Linked DNA regions of Canis lupus: region 1 is linked to region 2. Evidence: chromatin contacts called from public Hi-C data. All regions are on one chromosome and are shown on one strand. The core of a region is the stretch at or near the end of the contact, and the rest is flanking DNA. Distances in the headings are between cores, read along the strand shown. Region 1 overlaps PACC1 (proton-activated chloride channel). Region 2 overlaps DTL (denticleless protein homolog).

What was found. A called contact is a pair of places that touch in the nucleus more often than the background predicts.
Region 1: a contact with region 2 is called in a Hi-C map of skin fibroblasts, with 2.2 times the contacts expected there. The contact joins two enhancer-like sites. A contact is called at or near these places in 2 of 9 Hi-C or Micro-C datasets (blood and skin fibroblasts).

What each region holds. Positions count from the first base shown.
Region 1 is chr7:10,425,589-10,429,192 of UU_Cfam_GSD_1.0, reverse strand. It overlaps PACC1 (proton-activated chloride channel), which reads left to right. Exons shown (of 8, transcript XM_038542079.1): 5 at 1,331-1,473; 6 at 2,674-2,818. Among named protein-coding and RNA genes, the nearest start is that of PACC1, 33 kb to the left of the region's middle. Within about 2 kb of position 2,197, at least 2 of the 20 cell types and tissues checked have an H3K27ac peak or open chromatin away from gene starts, as enhancers often do.
Region 2 is chr7:10,199,793-10,203,540 of UU_Cfam_GSD_1.0, reverse strand. It overlaps DTL (denticleless protein homolog), which reads right to left. Exons shown (of 17, transcript XR_005361915.1): 11 at 3,396-3,508. Among named protein-coding and RNA genes, the nearest start is that of DTL, 22 kb to the right of the region's middle. Within about 2 kb of position 1,405, at least 2 of the 20 cell types and tissues checked have an H3K27ac peak or open chromatin away from gene starts, as enhancers often do.

The DNA of each region.
Region 1 (3,604 bases), core at 948-3,447, 220 kb before region 2:
CGCACTTTTCTCTCCCACGTCCACAGATGAAATAGACACAAAGGACAAAGGATAAAAAGTGAACAGCACAGTTCGCAAGTGTAGAGTGAGTGTGTGGGTAGCACTTTGTGCCTTTTCAAATACCCGCAGAGCATTTATAAAAGTTATTGATGTAAAGATTTTTTTTCCCAAATTAATGTCTAAATCCAGTCTCATCAGTTAAAAGTCCCAGTTGGTTTTTTCATGGAATTTAACAATCTAGTTTTTTAAAAGTACGTTTAGAAAAGCACATGTACAATATTATCACCCCGCCGGGTTTGGGGACGGGGAGCGGTGCCGTGAAGGGGACTTGCCGGGACACATGGTGGGACAGTGTAAATCCACGGGGATCAAACCCTCGTCTGTTTGTTGTCTGGGGAGTGGAAGGTAGATCCCTATTTCACACCAGATATAAAACTGAAAGCGGGGCATATAAAGCATCTGAAGGTAAAAAAGTTTAAGTGTTACAAAGAAATATAGGAGAGAGGGGCACCCGGGTGGCTCAGTCGATTAAAAGTGTCAGACTCTTGGTTTCAGCTCAGGTCATGATCTCAGGGTCTTGGGGTGGGGCTCAGTGGGGAGCCCCCTTGGGAATCTCTCCCTCTACCCCCCACCACACTCTCTCAAGGGCACACATGCACTCTCTCTCAAAAAAAAAAAAAAAAAAAAAAAAAGAGATACAGAACATTGATGTCATATTGGTTTTCCTTGGCAAGCAAAACCCAGAAGCTACACAGAAAAAGATCTACAGATACTACTATATCAAATTTAAAGCTTCATGTAACAACTGGCATTAGAAGCAAAGTTAATGGAAAAGCGACAGACTGGAAGAGAACATTTGTATGTGCAATGGATGTAAGCTGACATCCTTTGTTTGTATTTATTTATTTATTTATTTATTTATTTACGAAAGAAAGAAAGAAAGGAAAGAAAGAAAGAAAGTAAGTCAAGCAGAAAGGGAGCCTGATTTTGGGGCTCGATCTCACAACCCTGAGCTCAAGATTCAGATGCTCAACCGACTGAGCCAGCAGCATCCTAAGTAAAGGGCCCCCTAGTGCAGGGAGCCACTGAGAAAAGTGGACGGAGGCCAGTGGCTCTCAGCTCTGGTGAGCTGGAGAGGTGAGCAGAAGAGAGCAGGGGGTGGTGGGGGTGGCCTGTGCTCATCTGGGGTCTGCGGGGCGAGCAGCTTTCCACTCATACTCCGTGTCTGAGGTGGGAGGGAGTCTCACAAAGGTTGGGGTGGAGGGGTGGGGGGGCAGGAGCACAGCACCCTGGGCTCCCCCAGGGCTAATTCTGGCCTTTGTCTCTGCAGAAATCCGCCCTGATTGTGCAGGGGCCCCGGGAAGTGAAGAAGCGGGAGCTGGTCTTCCTCCAGTTCCGCCTGAATGAGAGTAGCGAGGACTTCAGTGCCATCGATTACCTCCTCTTCTCGTCTTTCCAGGAGTTCCTGCACAGGTGGCCTTTCAAGTCCGCAGCGGGCCTGCCGTGCGCAGTCCCGTCCCAGCTCGTGCATCCTGGGGCGGGGCAGGGCCTGGGGCGGCGGTGACCCCCGAGCCCGGGGACTGACCCGGAGCTCAGCTGCCCCGGGAAACCTGGCTTCACAAAGCGAAGCAGATCTGGGTGGCGAGTGTTGGGACCCACAGGCAGAGAGGCTTGGTCCTGTTGCTGCTGGGACCTTGTGAGCCCCCTGAGTTCCGGCCAGGTCTTCCCTGCAGTGTCAGGGGCAGTGTGGGCTCAGTGTGGGTTTGTTGCATGTTTTTATTCATTTATCTTTTAAAAAAATTTTATTTATTTTTTAAAAAAGATTTTTACCCATTTATTCCTGAGAGACACAGAGAGAGAGGGACAGAGAGAGAGGCAGAGACACAGGCAGAGGGAGAAGCAGGCTCCATGCAGGGAGCCCGACGTGGGACTCGATCCCGGGTCTCCAGGATTACGCCGTGGGCCGAAGGCGGTGCTAAACTGCTGAGCCACCCAGGGATCCCTGTCGAGTGTGTTTAATATGGGGATAAAAGTGCCTGTCTGCCTGGGGGACACTCTGGTGCCCTCTCTGGGGCCAAGTGCTCGTTGGGACTGGGAGCGTTCTCTGCATGTTCCCCGAGCCCGCCTGCCTCAGGTCCCTCAGAGCCCAGGGCTCCATTTAAGGGAAGGCGGGTGGCCGTCACCACGGCGGAGGGGCCGTTTCCCTGGCTGTGGCCAAGGACCACCTCCCCTTGGCTCACATCCCACTGCTCCATCCTTCCGTTTCAGAGCTTGCAGCCTCTGCTGTGGTCTCTTCTGCTCTGTGTGACGCCCAGATCCCCCTGGGGGAGGTGCTGGCTGGGCCGATGCCACGGGTGTCCGTGTGGTCCCCTACTGGGCCTCCCAGAGGAGGCTGGCAGGCCGGCGAGGCTCCTCGGGGCCCCTGAGGTCAGAGTCGTGAGGCTGGCCGATGCACCCGCAGGCACGGGGCCAGCGCTCTGGGAGGAGGGACTCCCCCACCCTCCAGGTGGGTGACAACTCTCCCTCCGTATGAAAACCAAGAAGCAGAGCCTGGAAAGGAAGCAGGAAGTGGGCAGCACCCTGGCGGTGCCAGCCAAGCAACCAGCTGCAAGCAGGGGCTGGAGTTTGAATCCTGCCGTCAGGCCTCACGTGGCCCTTTCTTTGTGTTCCAAGCCCAGACAGGGTGGGCTTCATGCAGGCCTGTGAGAGCGCCTACTCCAGCTGGAAGTTCTCCGGGGGCTTCCGCACCTGGGTCAAGATGTCCCTGGTGAAGACCAAGGAGGAGGACGGGCGGGAAGCGGTGGAGTTCCGGCAGGAGGTAGGTGGCGCTGGGTTTGCGCTCCCGGCCGGCCCCTTGCACCCTTGGCCCCGGGGGCAGGGAGAGAAGCTGTGCAGAAGAGATGAGCGTTGGGCAGTCTTCACAGTGAGCAGGGGCCCCGTGCCTGGGGGGAGACGTGTTCTGCAGCCCCTTCCCTGGGCCACCGTCGGTCCTCAGCAAACATGTGGGCCAAACAGAGACGCCCCACTTCAAGGAGCAGGTGACTTGCCCCCCACAGCCCATGACCTTGGCCTTCAGAGGCCGCATGGAAGATCGGTGATTTGCAGGGAAGAGAGACCAGGTACGGGGCCTCTGGAGTGCTGTGCACAGGAGGATCCACTGAGATGCTTGGGGCAAATAACTAGCTTGCTTCCTTTTTTTTTTAAAGATTTTATTTATTTTTGAGAGACAGAGAGAGAGGGAGGCAGAGACACAGGCAGAGGGAGAAGCAGGCTCCATGCAGGGAGCCCGATGTGGGACTCGATCCCGGGTCTCCAGGATCACACCCCGGACTGAAGGCGGTGCTAACCGCTGAGCCACCCAGGCTGCCCACTAGCTTTCTTTTTGTGTTAATTTCTTTATCTCCTCCTTTTCCTATTTCTGAATACTTTGAAAAGTGTGTAACAGAACAGTAAGAGTGACGTTACATCACTTCTAAGAAAGTCACGATATGTTGGGTATGTGCCCAAAGTGTGTTACCAGTGGGAAATGTGAGGGCTTTCAGCCCACCGGCCTGGAGCCCCAAGATGTGTGAGGGGTTTCTAGCCACGGTACCAGCCGGAGATG
Region 2 (3,748 bases), core at 156-2,655:
GATTGTACTCAAAATCACTGAACTGTGACTAAAATGATGAATTTTATACTATGTGAATTCTATCTCAATAAAAAAAGTGGAGAGATGGGCATATTGTGGACTGAAATGACAACTCCTGTCTGGCAAGTTTGTTTGAATAGTAGTTACAAGGGCTTTTACAGTTTAGGACTATCCTAGGATGGTATAGTGTATTTATTGACTAATTCAAAGAGGAATTTCCTCCAGCGAAACTCAGTGTGTTTTAAAATCCTTCATTTTTATTCAAGTAAGGTTTTATTTATTGTCACTTCATTATGATAAAACATTCCTATAATTGCAGGATTTCATTTTTTTATAAACCTCCCTCTACTTTTAAGTAGTTAGAGAAAATTATTAAGTCCAAGAGACATTTATACCTATGCATTCTGGAGATGGTCAAAACACAGAAAACTGTCCCCTCTTATAAATTCTGGTCGTTATACAGAGTTTAATTCAAGACATGAAGAATCCCCAAGTTAAAACTCCTAGAACTATGAAGGTTATCGCTAGAAATAACTGGCTCTAAATTACGCATCTAATAAAACACCTTGTATCCTTAAACATGCAAAAAAGATCAGCACCTTTCCTCAAAAAATCTCCTTACTCTGCCCTGTCAGAAACCAAATCTCATCTTTATTTCTGCCGTGAGATCATTTACACTTCCTAAAGTGTCAGGCTCAATGTTTCGCCAGTCAGCGGTAGAATGACTGTGCCAAATGAGTTTATTTATAACCACTTCAATACTATTCAGTGGCTACAACAGAAATGAACAAGGGAAGGGAGGGAGGTGGTGAGATGGGACAAAGGGTAAGAAATTAGAAAGAAAAAACTATTATTAACTGTTTGTATTTTTAGGTGTTGGGCCTTAGTATCAGTCTATATTACATCTCCCCTTTGCTGAGCACTGGTAAAAATTAAAAGACCATTCTCTGAGGTCTTAAGATCTGAAATTCCTTTCTTTCACTCTGTTTTCTTGGGCCTGTGGGCTTTTTAACATAGGAAAAATCTTGGCACTTGAGACAATTCTGACCTTTTGGAAACATAGCTGAGCTACAAGATAACCTAACAGTGTGATACTCAGCTTGCATGGAATGATTTTTAAACTACACCCCCACCCCTTTTTTTAAATCATGGAAAAGAGAAATTGAGCCACCTCACTAGGCAAATTCAATTTTAGGAGCAGTAAGCTTGCCAGGATCTCAAATATCAGAGCCTGCACACTGAGTTATGTGTGGACAGGCAGGAGAACATCATGTCTGAACCACATCATTCAGCACTGACATGTGACCCAGCCTAGGAATTTGGGTCACTCATGTATGTGATAGCCACTGACTGGATGTCTGAAAATGGGTTAGTAACAACCACCAAGTCTCTTTACTGAACATCTTTAGAGAGAGAAACCAATGTTCAACCCTCATTCCCTGAAACAAAACAAAAGAAAAGGCTTTGTACTAGAGATAGCAAGAGAGGAATTTTAAGAACTGACAATAAAACTGTCTATATACACATGCAAACACATATAAGTATAATATACAATTATATGCATAATTATGTGTATATAATTTAAAAACTGATTTTAAATGATTTTTAAAAACGATCAGTGCAAAAGTATTTCTTCCACAATCTTTTATTATGTTTTTAACGTATATAATTTTTTAAAAAAAAGAATTTAAAAACTTAAAAAGATACAAACTTTGGTAGTAACAAAATCCTCCTGCTAAGTTGGGAGCTGCAGTAAAAAAAAGGAATGAAGATAAGAAAGTGAGAGAAGGAGAAAAGGAAAACAACAAGTAAAATAAGAAGTATTAAGACCAAACTTGAAACTCAAAATTTAAAATATAAGAAGAAAGCATTAGTGTTAGTAACACATATTGTTAAAGTTTAAAACTCAACTCATAAAATTTCATAGACAAGAAACTAGGTACAAACTCTTTTGGATGGGAGTCTCAGGTATATATTTTATAAGCAAATTTTCAGTTAAAACAAATGAATCTTGGATAAAACAACATCTCCACCATGTGACCACCTAGGATATAAATCACTAAAAACTCTTAAAGCAGAGTTGCATTTTTGCACTTCTAGGTATACAGAAAAATCATTTTTAGTATGTCCATTGGACCAGATGAAATTAAGCTGAAGAACTATGCTTCATACTTGACAGGTTCTATTCCATCCTAAGCCAGTATTAAAGATGTGACTTCTCAGAGCTTGGCAGCACTAAGAATGATATAATTTCCTCCTGAGAAGGGATATGATAACATTGAACCTATGAATCTATCAAGTTTTAGACATCATGACTCTAAAATCCAAAATGTGAGGTGCCTCAGTGGCTTGGTTAGGCGTCCAACTCTTGATTTTGGTTCAAGTCATGATCTCAGGGTCATGGGATTGGACCCTGCATTGGGCTCTGAGATCAGCATGGTCTGCTTGCCCCTCTCCCTCTGTTCCTCCCCACTGCTCACTCTCTCTAAAATAAATTAATTAAAAAAAAAATCCAAAATGTGTGAACTCTGATCATTCAATTCACCAAAATCAAGGACATTTATGATATTACACGGCAATCTAGAAGATAATTAATTTTTAGCCCTGGAAAATGATGCTATAATGTTCTTCTGTCTCTGAACTCCCAGATATTTCTATAATTAATCATAGAAAGAGCTATTTTTCAGTGGTCAGCAAGTGCTGCTTGTTGTGTAATATTTCAGTTTTCTCTACTGAACCTCAAATAGACAAATTTAAGCTTCTTAGCTTATAGTAGTCACTTTAGGAATCACGTATATTTAAAAAGAAAGAAGATAGACTTGTGAACAGGAATGGGAACTTGCAAAATAAAAAAATTTAAATAATGCTATTAAGTATATATAAAACTGATCAAGTGGCTACATCTATCCTAATCACCTTAAGATTGGCCACTTGTAAGAAAATAAAGAATATAATTACCATACAAATATTTTTTAGTGTTTTGTGCAAGGCTCTGTGGTTGATTTGGGCATAGGATCCTGGGAATTAAAATACTGTATTTTGAAAGAAGAGTTTGAAAACACAGAACAGAAAGGCAATCCAACATGTTTTTCCAGAAAGCAGAATAAAGTAGTTAAGGTTATCTCCAGTATTCTGAATTCTCAATTTCCTGGTAATCTGTGAAACTGCGGGAGTACATGGATTATCAATTTCTGAAAAGCTCTGGCCGTGAAAAGTGTGATATATTCTGACAATCAGAGTGAGATCTGGCTATGTTAAGAAGCAAGAATTAACTTTTACTGAACATCTACTGCAGGAAAAGTTAATAGTAGTTTACATTAAACTTACTCATCTAAGAAGAAATATTTGTAAGAATACTTTAGCCTCCTATTTGTGAAGGAAGTCTGGCAACTTACCTTCCAGATGTAGGCAGCCTCATCACTTGAGCCACTGACTAAAAACTGGTCATCTGGACTAAGACTTGATTTAACATAAAAAGTAGAGTTTTGATGTCCATTGAAGATAGCCACTGCCAGAGGAAAAAAAAATCCAATTACTTGGTTCTTGTTATTACTCATGTTCAAATAAATGTAGACAGTACACATGTTCTAACAAGATTTATTAGTGTGGTAACTATTGAATATTGGAACATTGTCAAGTTACATTCACTAAATTAAAGGGAACTGGCAGAAAAGTAAAGAAGTCTCAGAAAGAGGTTTTATATTAGACCCAATCTCATGATCTAAGGCCAAATACTTGATATGGAGCT